3 separate regions of the Mus musculus genome follow, and regions 1 and 3 are each linked to region 2. Evidence: chromatin contacts called from public Hi-C and HiChIP or PLAC-seq data. All regions are on one chromosome and are shown on one strand. Each heading gives the region's core, a stretch centred on a gene start, on an enhancer-like site or on the middle of the called end of the contact. The rest is flanking DNA. Distances are from core to core; before and after follow the strand shown.

Region 1 (3,288 bases), core at 777-3,276, 840 kb after region 2:
GACACACAGAGAAGAAGAGGATAGAAGGACTTAGGAGATGAATGACCGATGCAACAGGAAATGGAGATGATGAGACTTCCTGACAGTGAACTTGTTTTTCCTAGAGTTACCATAGCAGGATTGTGATAGACAATATGTCTAGACTTAACCCTTTAATCTCTACATGTCTTCATTGTGGCTAGCTGCCACTTCTTGATATCCTTGGTACAAGGAGTCCTGATCACAGGGAGGCTCAGTATCATAATCCCAAGAACCAGAGAATTGCCATCTGGAAGAGTAACCAACTTTAACCTTGAAGGCAACTGAAAATAACCTTTCTCCACTGATCCCTGTGTTGACATGGAAAAAGAGGTTATTTAGAGCATATTTCAAAACTATCAGGGTCTTGGGAGATATCCATCTCAGAAGAGAGTGGCACTTAACCAACAAAGCTTTGATATCTACAGAACGCATCTCCCCCCATCTGCTGAGTGCTAAGTTTCCAGTTCCTTGCACGATGGGGAAGCATAAATAGGGCCAAGAAGGTAACAAGCCTCATCGCAGGATGCTCAGAAACAGAAAGTGGAAAGGCCACGTCTGTAATAAATCAATTAGTCCATAATTCAACAAGAAAAATGCAGTTTAATGTACCAATGGTTCTTATTACTGGCTCTGGAGCCATAAAAAGGCACCAGTGAGAAACAGAGGAGGTGCAATTAATCCCATTGTCTTCCTCTGAACACTCTCATCCCTGTAAAAGTTTGTGTGAGACCTTTCACATAGACTACATTTTCTGCCTATGCCCTATTTCCCAGTAAATCTGCGAAACTCCATCAATTAACAATAACAAAATGGAAATCTAATTCTCCAAAAGGCCACATAAAAAGTCAATGAAAACTCGCAGTGTCTCAACTCCAAGCTCTATTTTATGCTTCTCTAGCTTTCAGGTTGTGATTCTTCACCAGAACCCATGTCTCATCAAGGTGACTCTTCAGGCAAGAGTTTTCTGCTGTAATAATAAATAGGGGTGACATCTCACATCTATTTAACAGCACATGAGATAGACACTAGCACGCTGCTTCTTATAAATGGAGCATGGCTGGGCTCAGCTCAGCGGAATGTGGAAGCAGCCAGAATAGAGGACAGGAATAGGATCTCTGCTTCTGTATTCCACCCACCCCCCCACCCCACCTCTATGCCCAGACCTCTCCTTGGCATGCCAGCGTTCCATTCAAGGGTAGATGGCATTTTCTAGGATACTGATTCTTAGGTCTGAAAGGCCTTTGCTGTTTTGCTAGGCATTGGCATACTGGGGGAAATAAGATACTACCCCGAATTCACTCCTCTGCCACTGGACCCAGCAAAAATAGGAAGAAATTACTAGCAAGCACTATTTTCGCCTAAGCCCTTCTCCAGAATACTAAGAACCTTATTATCAAAGCTCTAAGATCTAAAAGCATAACCTAATTGCAACCAGTCTGGAAAGAACATGAAAAAAAGTCACAAGTGCTGTTCAGCATGCCATGGTGATTAATAGTCAGATATGTGCTGGGAAAGAGCCACTCCAACAATTTAGAAAATCCAGCCTTTGACTTCCAATGGAAAAACTTCTGGGGCTAGGCAACATCTGCTATCCCACCTACACACCCACCCACTCACCCACCGAGAAGGTTATGCATATGGGGTAGGTGATCCCTGTTACCCCACCCCCCAGGATGGTGTGTGTGCTGTGGTCCCCAAGTGAGGAGTACCGACTGTAAACTTCTTTAGCCTTTCTATTCCTAAACAGTAGGAGTCCATCCACTAGTTCATTACACTGAGGTTTTTATTTTTCAGAAAATGACTCTACTGCTTAAATCAAATGCTGCAAGGCACTGTGGGATAGTGGTTGTTTAACATTTCAAAAATAGCCCCTAAAGATAGTCCCCATGACATTAGATAACTTGCTACAGATGTCTGCAAAGGGTGGGAAGCAGCTTTGGCCCCACAGTGACATCTGATCAAAGCCCCAGTTCCCTTTCCTTCCAGTCACTTAATTTCCCTCTAGAAAGCCTGAGCTGACATACCAGAAGAGAAGAAAGCGCCTTTGTGGGTGGGGTATCAGTGCTGTTACCATTGCTCTGTTGGGAGACACAGCATCACATCACAGGAGAATGTAAAAAGGAGAGCTGATGGGCAAGGAGGGGCAGAGCGACAGACTGACAGCCACAGAGACACTGGGAGAGGTGACATATGATGACACTTCCTCTTTCTGCAGCCTGTAGCTCCCTTCTAGGAAGGAAGCCAACATAAATTCTTGCACTCAGCGGTGCCCAGATAGACCGGAAAGAAAACAAAAAGGCGAGATTAATCTAAGCATCACAGGTGCCCCTAAGCCACTCTGCTAATACTGCCTTCCAGGGAAGCCTTGATTGGAGGAGGGTTTTGCCAGGAGCTGAGCTACCAACTGCAGACTTCCCTTCTCAGCCCCACACTGCATTTTATTTCTATCAAGCCGTGCTTCTGATTGCCTCACTCTGGAGGGCTGGCAGTGGTACATTAACCTGCTGGACCACAGGGAGAGTCGACGGCTGCCAACGTGGCTATCAAAGGGCCTCTTCTGTACTCGCACTCTCCTGGAGATGCCAACAAAAAGCAGCCACAGAAAACCTCACCTCATGGGGGCATCTTCTTGCCTCATAATTAACCTTCACATTGGTGAGCCCGCTCTATGTAGAAACTGCTCTGCACCCACATTCTAGAACTTTCTTCACGATTGAAAATCAAACTTGGAGCCTGATTCACAGGGAACTCACTTTGATCCTCTCTCCTTGGGTGGTACATGCTCAGCCATTGTCTGTGAACTCTTCTGAAAGCTCTCTGTTTCTTCTATCTCTTTAATTTTTGTGTCCCCTCTTCCTTTCTCGTGGCTGTGACTGTGTCACAACAGGTTTAAGGGAGTCCACTGGGCTTAAACGTATTTAGAAATAATTCTGTCGATTCCATAGTCGTTCTGAATAAACAGATTCTTGCCACACACATGTTATTTGACTCCTGGGAATACAGAGGAAGAGAAGACTGTCCTTAGTGGCTCTCACTAATCCCCGGTCCTTGTGGAACTGGAAAGATTTGACGTTCAATGATCTCATCCTACAATACAGCCTGCCTGTGTAGATATTGTATCATGCTGTCCCATTTTACCTATAATGTGGCCCATTTTAAATAGGCTTTAACTCAAACATTAAGTTTCTCCAGGGCCCAAGCTAACAAAGATCCTCCTTAAAACAGTGGTTCTCTACTTGCGGATCACAACCCCTCTGGCAAATCCTA
Region 2 (3,384 bases), core at 320-2,819:
ATTTCACATTTTCATATTTTCCCACTGGAGAATGAGACAAAATAGGCTTTGGAAAAAAAGCCATTTGTTGCTGTCATAAGTCAACAGTCAGCATTTTGGGGCACCATACGTCAAAAGGTATGGTCAAAATAGTGAATGAGTTCCCTGAGACTTTAATATCAGAAGAAGTCACTAGAGGAGACAATAGGGAATTGGTAATGAATTGATGTCAAGTACTCTGCTACCTCCAGTGTAAAGCTGCTCAATACTTCACAGCCCAGAAGTGTCTGGGCAACTACAAAGCTAGAAAAGCTAGCTTACTCATCTTCTTTTGCCATTTTTGAGTTTGGTTAACACATTCCACAGCTGACCTCTACCCACCCCTCCACTGTAGTAGTGTGAGGGGGAGATTGTGGGACAGGTGCACGTGTGGATCCTTACATACTATCTACATGGAAACGGCTGGTGTGACTCCATAGCGTCAATGTTCATTGGTACCAGCACCTCTGAGGTTAATAATGGTTCTGTAGTAATGTTTTCTTCGTATCTGGTGTTGGATGGCTTTGGGGAAGCACTCCCCCCCACCCACTTTTATTTCATAGACTTTTTAAAAAAAATAGTGCCCCAACTGAATGCAAGAGAAAGTCTAGGGAAATAAACAGAACCAGTGTACCCCCATTCCTTTCCCAGTAACAATTCAGGACAGTATTGGGAGCTCAGGACTGGAAATTCCAGGGAAGGGAGCCTATTGGCGTTACCCACACTGTTCTAACGGATCTACCCTGTTCCCTGTACAGGGACCAGGCATGGTCCATCAGAGTTAGTGTGAAGGGAGAAACATGATGTAGGCACAGAGGAACCAGCAGCAGACAGAGAGAAGTCACAGAAGCTCAGGCATATCCAGTCTTTCTTTGGGCTTCAAAGATTTAAAGAAAGCCACGCCTCTTGGAGATGAAATCAGGTACGCCAGAGTGTGAACCCAGAACCCAGAGAATCTTCTTTATAAACAAGGCTGTGGCTTACACTGGCCCATGCCTGTGTACCTTTTACCCAGTTAGCATTCTCAGTGTCTGGGGTGAGGTTGGGGAATTGAAAAAAGGCTGTGTTGAACTTGACCAACATTTTAAAGGGATTTTGCTCACTCCATCAACCAAGGTCCTTCTGGAATTTCCACATTTATATTTTACGTGGACTATCTCTTAGAATGGCTGTGTTGAGTCTGCGGGGTTTTAAGAGGGTGGGTGTAGTGCAAAGGGTGGTGTAACATTGAATAAAAATGAGATTATTTAAAGCATCTTCCTAACGTTGTAAATGTACTCTCAATGCTGATAGAATTAATTTGACCATTTTAAAGGTGCACATATGCATGCTGCAGGCTCTTCTCTTCCTAGTTAGTTTGTGACCCTTATTAAGATGTCTAGGGTTATTAAGACCTCACAGTAACTTTGTCTTCTTAATTGCGAAGAGCTAGCTCTTCAAATCCGGAAATGGTTAAAACGGTGGCCAGAGGTGGTACACCGCCCTGCCCTGGCCCGGCGCGGCGGGGGTTAAGGTGGGCGCCCGCGCCCCGCACCCGCCAGGATGAGCGCACAGTCCGTGCCTCCCGCCAGCCGGATCGCTTGGAGTCGGCAAGGAGAGAAAGTGGCGGTCAGGGATGGAGCTGCTGCCATGACAACCCCGGCGGTCGGGGCCCGCGCGCGTCGGGGCTGCTCCCGGGAGGAAGGCAGCGCGGAGGCCGGGGGCGGCCGCTGAGCGTGGCGTCCGCGGCTCCGGTGGTGCCGACTGCGCTTCGTCTTCTGCAGCGAGCCAGAGAGCGGGCTAGGGACCGCTGCGGTCCGCCCCTGCCGCGCCGCTCCAACCTTGCTGCTGCGCTGCAGAGACAGCCCAAGCTGCAGCGCGAATCTGGGCTCTGAGCAAGTTGACCGTGGCTCTGCGGCAGGATTCCCGAGTCCGGATTGCAGGAAGCCGGCTTAGCAGGCGCCTCCTTGCTCCCTCCGTGCCGCCTCTTGCGTGCTCTACTTTCCATCTGCTATTGTTCCAGATTGTTTCTGGCGCCGAGCCTTGCTCTGAAACTTAAGAAAGTGCTGGATTTCCTCTCGTTCGACTGAGGAATCGTAGACCACATCTGGGTAGCTGGATTCAACCCAGCCACAACCCCGTTGGATACCAAAGTGCTTACTCCTGTCCAAAGTGCCATGCCTGAACTGCTACGGGGAAGAGGCAGCTTCTGAGACCCGCACCTGTGCGCCTGCTTGCCTGCCTTGCGCTTCTCCTTCCTGGCCACCTTCCTGGCTACAGGCAGCACGGAGAAAGTCCGCCTCGGATGTGTGTGGAAACTGGTTCTCGGAGGCTGCGAGCTGAGGCTGGATTTAGGGGAGGAATATTAGACTTGGAGGAGTCTGCGCGCTTTTCTCCTCCCAGTGCATCGCGCGGTCGCCGCTAGTTCATCGCTGGGTCCCCGCGCTCACTCCCCACCCCACCCACTTCCTGTGCTCGCCCGGGGGGCGTGTGCGTGCCACTACCGGAGTTCTGGGAAGTTGTGGCTGTCGAGAATGGGGGTCTGTGGGTACCTGTTCCTGCCCTGGAAGTGCCTCGTGGTCGTGTCTCTCAGGCTGCTATTCCTTGTACCCACAGGAGTGCCGGTGCGTAGCGGAGATGCCACCTTTCCCAAAGCTATGGACAACGTGACGGTCAGGCAGGGGGAGAGCGCCACCCTCAGGTAGGGAACTGCCACTCTACTAAATGATGATTTGTTTCGGCTGGGGCAAAGGGGCAGGGGTGCGGGTGTGTGCTCTGGAGCAAGCCAGGGCTAGTGGAGAGATCCCTAGCTTGCTGCGCTGCACAATTCCTGGATGAGCTAACTGCTCTACCAAGGAATGTGGCAACCTCAGGGTAATGCTAGGGGAGAGCTGTGCTTTCCAAACCTGGCTCCTTTGACCCAAGGGTTTGTTAAAGGTGAGGGATAGCTGTCTTATTTTGAAGCCAATGGTCCTGCTACTGCCTTTTCCCGAGCCTGACAGCTATGGTGACCTGGGGCTTGGCTGAGACTCAGCATGGATGATCTCCCTGCTGAAGTTAATGAGTCCCAAAGCAGGGATCTGGCTTGGTGTGGATGCCCTCGCACTACCCGTGCCATTGAGAGTTGCCACAGGGTCTGGACTCTGCAAAAAAAAAAAACCTCTTTTCCTGAGCCTGGATTTTACTAACGTTTTTTTCCTGGGTTGTCTGTTCCATGATACGGTGGGCAGAGGCAGATGTGATTTCCTGTCTGAATGTGGCTTTTGGACACTGGTACCATGGACTGTGATTTGTCTGTGGAGAATGCCTTCTACACGAGTGGACCGTGCTCTGATTGTTATGCATGCTCACCAAAGCAGCATGTACAAAACTTGGCACTCAGCAAAC
Region 3 (3,223 bases), core at 9-2,508, 860 kb after region 2:
GCCCACCAGAGACTGCCTGTTGGAAACCATCCTCAAGGATTTCTGACTTATACATCACTCTTAACCACGATTCCTACCCCAGCTCTTCTCCTTGTGCAACCAGCAGGGCTTGTAGCATTTTCTCACTCTGGAGTTTTTTTCTCCCATTTTGAAAGCTTTCATTAAGGTTATTGTGGAAGAGAAGAAGAATGAAGCTTGCCATTAATGAAAGTAAATACTGTTAATTACTTCAGCTGTAACTCATCTAACAGCCAAAATGACGTAATAATTAAAGCACCAACCAAAATTAGGCATTTGAGTATAATGATGAATTTAAAATTACACACAATTGTACAAACCTAAGGTGATAACTAAAGTGAAAGGAAATGGGGGTGGTATTCAGTCGCATATTCTAGGATGACTCAGAGTAAGCGATTTTACTGTCACCAAGGAAGATGAAGAAACAGCTGCAATTCTGACATCTGGAATTTCCTGTATGGCTCCCATTTCCTTCTCCTACCCACCTGGCAGGGAGAAATACTATCTACCTTCCATGCCTTTCAGGAATAGGAGTATTTTAGACAGACTTTGAGATTACCATGAGAAAGGCACATCAGTGAGAAGACAATTATGACAATATAGATTTAGTTGCCTTCAATTTCTCAAATTGGATTGTGTTAAGTAGGTGTTTTTTTTTTTAATCTAGTTAACAGTTATAGATAGTAGGCACTTAAGCTGTGCCTGTTAAAATGAATATATTATAGACATACTTTTATCATTATTCAAAATTGAAACATGTCGGGCGTGGTGGCACACGCCTTTAATCCCAGCACTTGGGAGGCAGAGGCAGGCAGATTTCTGAGTTCGAGGCCAGCCTGGTCTACAAAGTGAGGTCCAGGACAGCTAGGGCTAACCAAAAAAAAAAAAAAAAAAAAAAAAAAAAATTCCAATCAAAATTGAAACATAAGAGTTAAAAAGTGAACTTAAAATTTTTGAGATCCTTGCTCCTCCTTGATAGATAGAGTTAGGACTAAAGGGCAGGAATTGTGCAGCATACAGAGTGAAGTTCTAATCTAGGACAGTGCAGACACCAGCATAATCACAAGGAGGTGTTACAGGGACATATCAAGGTTTCTGAATCAGTAAACCAAAGATAAATCCACTGTATTTGCTTTTTCTGGAGAGTTCTCAAGTGATGCTGATGGTATGTCTCAGAGCCCATGATGATCTAGACTGAAGTAACACTCAAATCTGCCCTGGTAACTGAGAATGTTAATACTGAGTTGTCCTCTGCAAGGTTAATTACCCTCCTTTTGCTCAGCATTCTAAATTCTAATAGGAAGCCACACCTAAATGATTAACATATTAACCTTTAAACAGCTTCTATTTATAGATCACCCTGAGTCTGGGGCCTTACAAATGACATCAGATTGTGCAACTCTCTCATCATATTTCCCCACTTGTGTCAACACAAAGAACGCAAATTACTGTGGGGTTTAACTTGCAGAAAAACAATATATTTATCTGAAGATAGTAGGCCCTAGGAGGTCAAGGTCCATTGGAATGTAGCATTTTAACTAGAGATGAAGGGGGGAGGGTACTGGATAGGAGGAAGATTCCCTTTAGTACACAGCCTTCTTGCTCATTGCTCCCATGCCTCTTTCCCTCTAACAGAAGCCTGTTTTTTTCCCCCCAGAATTCCCTAAAAGAATTGTTGGAGGGCAAAGACCTTTATCTTTAGGAATAGCCATTAAATAAAATTGATTTCGTCCCCACTGATTTCTCCCATGTATTGGTTTTTGAGTGGTCAGCAGCTGGACCTGATTCAGGAAATAAATTCTTATTGAATACTCTAACTCCCACTGTGTAATAAACAAGTCACATCCAAAATTCAGTGTGCATATTATTGATAAAAAGTCCATCCTTTGACTTGATGCCTGTGAACAAATTCTTAGCCCATATTACTTAATCATAAACAAAAAAATATCTACCTAAATAATAAGTAGATATGACAGAATCTATTTTATAATGAGTCAAAAATTGCATTATGAATATTTCTACAAGTAATTTAGTGTTTGCTAAATGATAGCAAATCATATAGCCTGCTTCCTTTGCCATGCTTGTAAAGTGGGGCCAGTACACCTTGACTGGTCTTTTGAATGGAATCATTGTGAAGGTGAGATAAGCCCCTGTTAACATCGATCTTGGAGAGCACAAGGACTTTGCATGCTGTATATACACCGTTATTATTTTTTATTATGTGACTATTCACAACTAACCAAGAAAAATGTATCTATCTTTTTATAATGTGTTCAACTACTAAATATTCAGGCTTCTTAGCCCTTAATTGTAGGCCCTCTTTTCTTCTGATTATAACTGAAGAGCTACTGTAGAATTCAATCTCACTGCTAAAATGTATTAAATGTATTTCTCTGTCTCAGAACTCTCCTTTGCATTTTTTTTACCTGCATATTCATCAAGTTCTGCAAAAAACGAGTTCTAACTCTTTTCTCTGAAAACTCACCTTCTGCTTTCTTGATGTAACTATACACATTTAGTCAATCGAGCCAGGAGGAAGTCACCCTTGACAGATCTCTCGCCCTCAGCCTCACAGTCAATCAATCACCCAGCCTATTGATTCTGTCTCCCAAATATATTTCTAACCTATTAACTTCTCCCCACCCCTTTTACTGCCATGTGGGTCAACTATAACAACATCTGTCTCTTGGACTAGTAAGAAATTAGTTCCCCTTCATGAGTTACCTTCTTTCCTTGACATACCTGGTCTTACAACTGCACCTCCAGGTAGCAGATACTGAGCGTCTTTGATAGGCCATCCCATCCACTACTGTCCCTAGCATCATCATCACCATCTGATCTTCACACAGTATTATCTATGAGGCAGGAACTTAATACGAACTTTACATCTACTGACTCATAAAACAGCACAAGTATCCCACCTCCTTTGAGAATGCGAACCAATGCACAGAGTCTGAGTGAGTCTTGTTCAAAGTTATATAGCTTGTATGTGGCTGTGGTGCAATGCAGCCCCATGGAGTCCAACAGGCTTCAGCCATGTGCTAGTCTAACACCTCTCCTATTCTAGCCTTGGCTGTACCAGGCAAATACCACTAACAGCTTTCCATTGCTTTCAGAACCAAAGTGTCTGTCTTTATCAGACTCTCAGTGTTTTGTACAGCCTGGGGTCTGCATTCTTCTCCACCTTCCCACTCCACCTGTCGGC

Evidence for each region. A called contact is a pair of places that touch in the nucleus more often than the background predicts. HiChIP or PLAC-seq counts read pairs in DNA pulled down with a chosen protein or histone mark.
Region 1: a Hi-C map of cerebellum shows a contact between it and region 2, with 2.1 times the contacts expected there. The contact joins the enhancer-like site here to the promoter of Ntm in region 2. A contact is called at or near these places in 3 of 484 Hi-C or Micro-C datasets (cerebellar granule neurons and cerebellum) and 4 of 115 datasets of contacts at active chromatin or transcription factors (VIP interneurons, embryonic hindbrain, forebrain and 1 more).
Region 3: a contact with region 2 is called in an H3K27ac HiChIP or PLAC-seq map of embryonic stem cells, with 5 times the contacts expected there. The contact joins the enhancer-like site here to the promoter of Ntm in region 2. A contact is called at or near these places in 1 of 484 Hi-C or Micro-C datasets (cerebellar granule neurons) and 7 of 115 datasets of contacts at active chromatin or transcription factors (VIP interneurons, embryonic forebrain, embryonic hindbrain and 3 more).

Annotation. Positions count from the first base shown.
Region 1 is chr9:28,568,314-28,571,601 of GRCm38.p6, reverse strand. All of the region lies in intron 2 of Opcml (opioid binding protein/cell adhesion molecule-like), which reads right to left. Among named protein-coding and RNA genes, the nearest start is that of Gm39313, 170 kb to the right of the region's middle. Within about 2 kb of position 2,026, at least 44 of the 459 cell types and tissues checked have an H3K27ac peak or open chromatin away from gene starts, as enhancers often do. A contact at or near this core is called in cerebellar granule neurons, cerebellum and forebrain, where this site is marked.
Region 2 is chr9:29,410,870-29,414,253 of GRCm38.p6, reverse strand. Ntm (neurotrimin) reads left to right here and starts at 1,569. Exons shown (of 7, transcript NM_001357602.1): 1 at 1,569-2,698. The coding sequence starts at 2,532.
Region 3 is chr9:28,550,841-28,554,063 of GRCm38.p6, reverse strand. The region is part of intron 2 of Opcml (opioid binding protein/cell adhesion molecule-like); the gene reads right to left. Among named protein-coding and RNA genes, the nearest start is that of Gm39313, 160 kb to the right of the region's middle. Within about 2 kb of position 1,258, at least 4 of the 459 cell types and tissues checked have an H3K27ac peak or open chromatin away from gene starts, as enhancers often do. A contact at or near this core is called in embryonic stem cells, where this site is marked.